Regions from separate parts of the Astyanax mexicanus genome. Here region 1 is linked to region 2. Evidence: chromatin contacts called from public Hi-C data. All regions are on one chromosome and are shown on one strand. The core of a region is the stretch at or near the end of the contact, and the rest is flanking DNA. Distances in the headings are between cores, read along the strand shown.

Region 1 (4,111 bases), core at 1,306-3,805, 160 kb before region 2:
ACTATGATTTGTCCCTGGGGATAAGCACCATTTGAAAAAAGGAAAAAAAAGAGAGAAATTTGAGGAGACATGTAAATACATTAATTTTTGTCACGATAAGCAATGTTTTTGGACGATTTCTTGTTCCACGTGGTACTTTTGCTAAATCATTTTTTTAATGTGTTCTTGTATAGTTTTAATGCCTTAAATATTAAACTGACTATACAAAGAAAACACATTGAATGAGAAGGGAAGTGCCCACATTTTTGACTGGTACTGTATATTGTTTAAATCAAATTATAGGAAAAAGATTTCACGAAAAGCATTGTAATTATAAAGTCTGTATTTAAAAAAAACAGTACTTTTTCTGCACTGATAATACAGGGATCTGAACAGTACAGAGTACTCAGAGTACAACATTGCTATCTGTCTGATAGACCACAGCAAAATACTATAACAGCAGAACAAAGTCACAGGCCTGATGTCAGAAAGACCTATTCCTATTTACATGTAAAGTGAGTAAAATACACAAAACAGGGCATCAATATGGAAATCATCCTGTAAAAGGCTCACAGAGTGAGAGAGTGAGAGAGTGGTGACGCATCTGAAAACTCTGGCTCTGTTTTCTTTCTGTCTCAGTCTCGTGCATAACATTTTATAAAACATAGCAAACACAGCCTACAATGACTATTAATGTACTTTTGTTTTATGTACTATGGACTGGCGATATGGTCCAAAAATAAAATCACGATATTTCAAGGAATGTATGAGATAATTATTATTGGCAATATAATTATTATATTGACACTAAACAAAATATGTTTTTTTTTATTTTAAGACTACACTACTGCAACAAAATTAATATTAACGTTTATTCATGGCAAATACAGTAACCACTTTTAACATTTATTAGAAACTGAACTTTTGTACACACAATAACAATTCGAAGTTCTTTACATCAACACTATAAAGACTAAATAAAAGCAAATAGCTAGTTATAACTACTAAAAAGGCATTATTACCTATTATGTAGTCTATTATCACTTCTGTATATTAAAGTGTCATTAAAACTCACAGTGTGTGTTGATTTATCTCTTCGACTTGAGGCTGCTGCTCCAGAAACCTGAAGAGAAAATAAATTGCTTTTATCTTATCAAAATAATAAGATAGCATCTTAAAATAAAGAGATAGCATCTTAAAATAAAGAGATAGCATCGCAAAATAAAGAGATAGCATCTTAAAATAAAGAGATAGCATCGCAAAATAATGACTTGCCATCTAAAATAATGACATTATATACTAATAATTAGTTTACTAATAAAAAATAATACTCAGTATCTCAAACTAAAGACTATATCAAGATAATACAAGCGCATCTCAAAATAATAACTTGGTATCTCAAAATAACGACTTGGCAACTCAACATAATAACATAGCATCTCAAAAATAACGAGATAGCATCTCAAAAATAACAGCGTGGCATCTCAACACAATAAGATAGCATCTCAAAAATAACGAGATAGCATCTCAAAAATAACAGCGTGGCATCTCAACACAATAAGATAGCATCTCAAAAATAACGAGAAAGCATCTCAAAACTAACAGCGTGGCATCTCAAAATAACGACTTGGCCACTCAAAAAATGAGATAGCATCTCAAAATAATAAGATGGTATCTAAAAATAATGACTAAATATCTCAAAATAACGACTTGGCATCTTAAAATAATGAGATATCATCTCGAAATAGCAACTTGGCAACTCAAAATAATGAGAGAACATTTAAAAAGAATGACTAAGTAGCTCAAAATAACGAGATTGCATCAAACATTACTCACATTACTCAACTTAACGTTACTCAGTATCCCCAAATAATTAAATAGATATAATAATTATATTATATGTGCTGTATTGTAGTTTAGGTGGGGGAAATATCATACTATTTTATATTATATTAAGCTATAAATCCTATTAAACACGATTTAGTTATATTTGAGCTGAACTGGTGTGACCTTGTGAAAGCAGTAAATGACGGTATGTGGAAGTGTCAGTATCAGGCAGGCGGCAGCTAGTTAGCTTAGCTTAGCTAACAGGTTATCAGGAATTCAGGAAGGAGCTAACGGTAAGCCAGTTAGCAAGTTAGTTAGCTAGTATGGCTAATGTTTTTACAACTTTAACCTTAGCTCACACACAGGTTCTAAGATTTCCACACGCTTCTTCTGTTTTTACAGCTACATCTTAAGATTTCTGTGAGCTCGGTTAGGATACTTGTTGACTTTATTTTAGCTTTTAGTCTTTTTATTAAAAGCTATACTGAAATGCTAACTTACAGTCAGACTGAGATGCTACAGCTAGCTCAGTAATAAAGTGGGTTATCCACATAATCTCTAACTAATCAAAGCAGTAACTACACTAATTAATTAGCTAAATCTTAATAAATCTTTTCTTGCCTTCACAGCGCTGCCCAGCCGTCCTCCCCACCCGGGCTGGAGAGATCTGGAGAGAGACAGCAGAGCTCTGGAGGTGGCCATGTTTCCTCTGAGTCTCAGACCCTGAACTACTTGTTGGAACAGATTCCGGGGCGGGTGCTCCACTGCTGTGTTTTCAACACTGTGCCCTGAAGCAGTTACTTTAATAGCATCGAGACTGACATTTAACCACACCTAAAGCTTAAACCAACATAACACACTAAAATGCACAACAAAAATCTCAGATACTGAACTTCCTAAACTACAACTACAGCTGACATTCACTGTCCCTGATGTAAAAATCCAAATAAAATAACATAATAAATTAAAAACTATTTTTTCTACCTTGTTGAGGTGGCCTAAAAAGATAATGAACATGGGAACAAGATCCTAATGCATCTAAACAAATTATTAAAGCATGGCAACAAATTATTAAAGGGTGGGAAGAGATCCTATAGGTGTGCAAGGCAGTTTTTATATGGATTACTAGTAAATTTAACCATGGCATTTTCATGCATTAATAAGTAGTTTCATTCCCATGCTTTAATAACTTGTCGTCATGCATAAGGAGCTCATTTCCATGCTTTAATAAGTAGTTTCCTTCTATAGGATCTTGTTCCCATGCTTCAATAAGTTATTGACATGCATCTTTATATATCCTTCCCCTTTTGCCTTCATCAGACACTTATATGACAGGTTACTACTGCCAAATCCACTTTGTAAAGCTTACTAGGTTTGTTGAGGCCACAAATAAAAGGCCATCTCAGTACACAGCAATATAGAACCATGTGCGTTTTGATTTTGATTTCTTAATGAGATTGTAATTCAGAGGATATAGTGAAATTCAGGAAATAAATTCTATATGACAAAGGGTGCTGGGTTTGAAACATTAAATTAAATATTTTTCTTTTTACTTGTTGACAAAATAAAATAATTAAACAAGTAAATAAAAATAAAAAACGGGTTTTAGAACCATTCCGTTCAGTGAATCGTTTGAGCCGATTCAATCTACAAGTGAATCATTTTGTTTCTAACCTAATATTGATTCTTTACCCGTTGTATGCGTAATATATAGTTATTTGACGTTAACTTTAAACGACCGCGATATTAAACGTATTTAAACACCATTGCCGTGTATAATCTCAGTAAAAAACACTCTAAACCAAATCACTGAATCAAACATTCGGTTCATTGGAACGAACCGTTCGTAAGAATCGGTTCTACAAAATGAATGAATTTTTTTCCAGCACGAGGTTGGAGCGCACGCGTCGTGACGAAAGTGCTGTCGGTCTAAAGCGGAACGTTCACATGCGAATCAGTCCTGTTCTTCCAGTAGAAATAACTAACGTTACCTGTAGCTGTAGAACCGAGTGCTCGGATTTGGATAGTTAATCTAGTTAATGATTAACCGAGTTTACCGGCGGATGTTGCTGTGTTGTTGACGCTGTTTCTGTGTGAAGTGGAGGATCTGTGCTGAGGAAACATGTCTTGATCTGTTGTTGTTCTGCTGCTATTGGAAACTTACAGTCCGCCATAGAACTACTGAGACATTCAGCAGCTCTCAGACGGTGAGATTATCTTTATTTTTATTAGCAGACTAGAGCTTATGAGCTGGTGTTATATTAGAATTAGACAGTAACGCTGGTAACGTTAGTGCTGGTGATAG
Region 2 (3,815 bases), core at 1,313-3,812:
CATCTTTTACAGCGTCAAAACTGCTTCAACGTAGCACGAACACTTCCAACCTGGAAGCAGGGTCTCACAGCTCTCACCAGTGGTGCTTAATTCCTGCAGAACTGTGGCCCAGAAAGAACCCAGTTTACCACGTGTCAGTGGTGCCAGGCAGTATCAGCAACACAAGCATCGGGTGCTTATCCTGCAAAGCAAGGCCATCATCATCATTTTATACCAATATAAAAAGAGGATAAAAGGGACACGAGTGGCATGGCCAGTCAGCAGGATCTCGAGCATGAAGTCCAGACTTTATTTTGAAGTTTCTTATGAACTCAGTGTTTGTATGTTTTATATATGTAATTATGTTTTGTACTATTTGGGGGGAAAAGAATATTTTATGTGTTCAGTATACTATGAAGCGTGAAATATAAACTGTATAAAGTGTTTGTGTTCAAATTTAGACATCATATTTTAGTTTTGATACATACTGTAGCTTAAATGTGAATGAAAACAAATGTCCATCTCGATTGTCGATCGTAAATTAATGTCTATATCTGAACGTTGATCTGTAATAAACACATTACTAATTCACATCATAGTGTCATGCTGCCTTTTTTCTTTCTTTCTTTTTTCTTTCTTTTATTTATTTATGTGTTCATGTATTTATTTATTTATTTATTTTTGCTTTTGTCCTTAAAGCCCTTTTTTTTTTTTTTTTTTTTTACAAAACTAAGTTAAATCAGAGAGTGTTTAGTACGGAGCCGGGAAGGGGCTGTGGATTCAGCGGTAGAGATGCCACCATGGCAAAATCTGGATACTGTATTATCCAACTGTAACATTACAGCATTTATAATCAGCAGGTTATAAATGTAGATAACTGACGGTAATCACAGCAGCCCTGTAACTGATTATGAGTGGAAAATGCTCCTTTCCCTCCCTCTGTGCTTCACTCTTTATTCTCAAGTGAACTGTTGTTATATTTTTTAAGAGTGAGCCTAAAGGAACAACTGAGCAAAATCAAAGAATATATATGTTTGGTCATTTTTATATTGGGAAATGTAGTTTTTTTTTTTTTTTTCAACACAAAAGAAAATAATATTTTAGCACCACATACACAATTTTAAAAGCTTTGGCTGTAACTCCAGCATCATACATGTAAGTTTGCTTTGTGATTTTAATTAGGTGCTTCAATATACTTTATAAAATTAAAACAATTTACAAAAAAGTATTTAGTTACTATTTTTAATTAGAGTTTTAGCCCTTTAGCTCCATTCACCGCCATTCAATTTGTGCTCACTCAACAGGTCAACAGTCATTTACTGATATAACGGGTGAGATAGGTACAGAAAAACAAGAGTATATTAAGTGTATATTAATTATATATGTAGGAGTAGAAGTCTTTGTTAAATAAGGCATGTTTTGTTTTATTTTTTATATTTTATTTTATGGATAAAATATTTACCCAGAAAGACTGATCAAGAAGCAAATATTCTATTTGTACTCACTATAATAAAAATAACACATCAAAGGTATTTATCAATAATACTTAATAGTCTCAATAGTCCTTAATTGCATTAATCCAGAAATTATTACATGGAAATGGATACAATTAAAGAAAAATATGTTAATTACAATATTTTTTCACCACAAAAGTCACTCTTGTTCTCCACCAGCGCGTTATAGTTTTATATATTACTGTTACATGGATAATATTTATGAAGGATTCTTGTTTAAACTGCCTGCATGAGCCTAGGAAGAATATTGACCTTCGACCATCCGCTGTGGAAGGACCTTTATTTTGATGGGCTGTACAGTGCGCGGCCATATTGGCCTAGTAGTGCGTGCGTACAGAAGATCTGTTCAGTTTACTGAACCGATTTCCAATCTAACGAGTCACTGATTCGCATGTCAAGTCTGCCATACATATAATGATGATGAGTCGACTCAGTGAATCACCCAGTACACACGGCCGGATAGTACGTTAAAATTAGGTAAAGAATATCTAATATACATGTTCTATATAATATTCTTTATAAAAGTACACATTAAATATACTTTTTCTGCATTTCCATAAAATGTAAAAAGGATCTCATTCCCACGCCTAATTATCTTGTTCCCATGCCTAAATTATCTAATTTCTATGCATAAGTTTCTTGTTCCCATATCTTAATAATCTTGTTTCTACACATTAGGTTCACATTCCCATGCCTTAAAAAGACCTTGTGACCTTAGGATCACCGCAAGATTATTTATTAAAATTAACTTTTTTTAGCTGTAAAGCAAAAGGACGTTGTGGCAATGCCTTAATGGCTACGATTTAATTACCTCGTTCCCACACCTTAATAACCTTCATTAGTTAAATAGTAGTTAAATAAATACAGTATAGTTATTATACATTTATTTAATATACTATATATTATATAATATATATTAATATACTGTACTTATAAATAGGGGATTTCATTACATTACTTTTACTCCTCTGTTTATTTTGTTATTTTTGGAGGGTTTCTGACGTTCGGTTTCCGTTGCGAATCAGTTTGATCGGTCGGTTTGAACGTGTTGAAAAGAACCGACTCATATGAACGATTCCCTGCCGAGTCGGGCATCGGTAGCGCGTGTGTGAGGATCTGAGCGTGGCTTCAGCCCGAAGAGAAAAGTTCCAGTCCGCGGATCCGCCGAGAGAAAACATGTCAGAGGACGAGCAGCAGGAGCAGACCATCGCCGAGGACTTGGTGGTCACCAAGTACAAGATGGGGGCGGACATAGCGAACCGTAAGTGCGGCTGGAAGCCGGAGGTTTGAGCCGCTCGGTGGAGCCGAGTCTCGGTGGAACTTAGCGCCTGTACGGCCATGTGTCTGCCCGCCCGCTCGCTGCCGCCTCCTCCCACGGAAAAGACTCGGATAAGAGAGAGCGGGGCTCGTTCACAGCGAGTTTATGCGTTTAAACCGAATTAATCCGCTTTACTGTGTGAACACGGTGTGGAGAATTCGCTTAGAACGTGTCAGATTAGCTGTAGTTAAGCCCTATGGCGCGGAGTATTGCGCGCGTGCATGTGGAGAGCAGTAGCAGCTGCTGCAGCGCGCGCGTTAAGGAAGCTAGCTAAAGTTGGCGTGTGGTTTCAGTGTGTGTTCCGGTCCACCTTAAATAATGGAGCAGTCACGCTGTGGCGCCTGTAGAGAAGCAGAGCGGGAGTTGCTAGAGTGCAGGCTGGTTTTATGGCGAGACTGCCATAAACTTTTAATGCTGTTATATCGCAAAATGACTGCAAACGCTAGAGGGCGCCCGCGAGTGAGCACTCAATGAATGGGAGTGAATGGAGCTAAACGGCTAAAACGTCAAATTAAAAATGGTGCACAACTATTTATTCAGGATATTCTATTGGTTTTGGAAAGTTACATTAAATATTTGTCTAAGAACGCAAAGAAAATATATTTATTTTTGTCAAATTGTCTACAACAAACTGTTTTTGTCCAGTGAAGCCGCTAGCATTCCTGCTACCGTGTGCTGACATAAAGCCAGAGCATGTTTATAAAGCTACTATTTGATGAGTACTCCATATAATATATTTTGATATTAAAGTGAATTAAATTATTTTAGTTTAAAAAAAGCAGGGACAAACTTGCTTGTTGTTCATATTTTCCTACAAAGGACAAGTTTTTTTAGTCTGGTAGATGAGTTAAGCTAGCTAGCTGTTTAACAAGGTTAAAGTTTAAAAAGCCTTTTTTTAAGTTTAAAGCGTTAAAAATGATTTGTGCATTGCTGAATTTTTACGTTTTTAGATAGTCAGTGTAACGTTTAAAAGTTCATTTTCTGACTGTATCAAGCTACATTTA

What was found. Hi-C and Micro-C count contacts between places; a contact is called where the count stands out from the background.
Region 1: a Hi-C map of muscle shows a contact between it and region 2, with 8 times the contacts expected there. The contact joins the promoter of idh3g here to the promoter of pa2g4b in region 2. A contact is called at or near these places in 2 of 3 Hi-C or Micro-C datasets (both in muscle).

What each region holds. Positions count from the first base shown.
Region 1 is chr13:3,161,099-3,165,209 of AstMex3_surface, reverse strand. It overlaps idh3g (isocitrate dehydrogenase (NAD(+)) 3 non-catalytic subunit gamma), which reads right to left and starts at 2,555. Exons shown (of 14, transcript XM_022677160.2): 1 at 2,428-2,555; 2 at 1,055-1,102; 3 at 3-14. The coding sequence starts at 2,508. fam3a (FAM3 metabolism regulating signaling molecule A) reads left to right here and starts at 3,688. Exons shown (of 10, transcript XM_022677180.2): 1 at 3,688-4,013.
Region 2 is chr13:2,998,051-3,001,865 of AstMex3_surface, reverse strand. It overlaps pa2g4b (proliferation-associated 2G4, b), which reads left to right and starts at 2,562. Exons shown (of 13, transcript XM_022677161.2): 1 at 2,562-2,754. The coding sequence starts at 2,670. erbb3b (erb-b2 receptor tyrosine kinase 3b) reads left to right here. Exons shown (of 29, transcript XM_022677130.2): 29 at 1-572.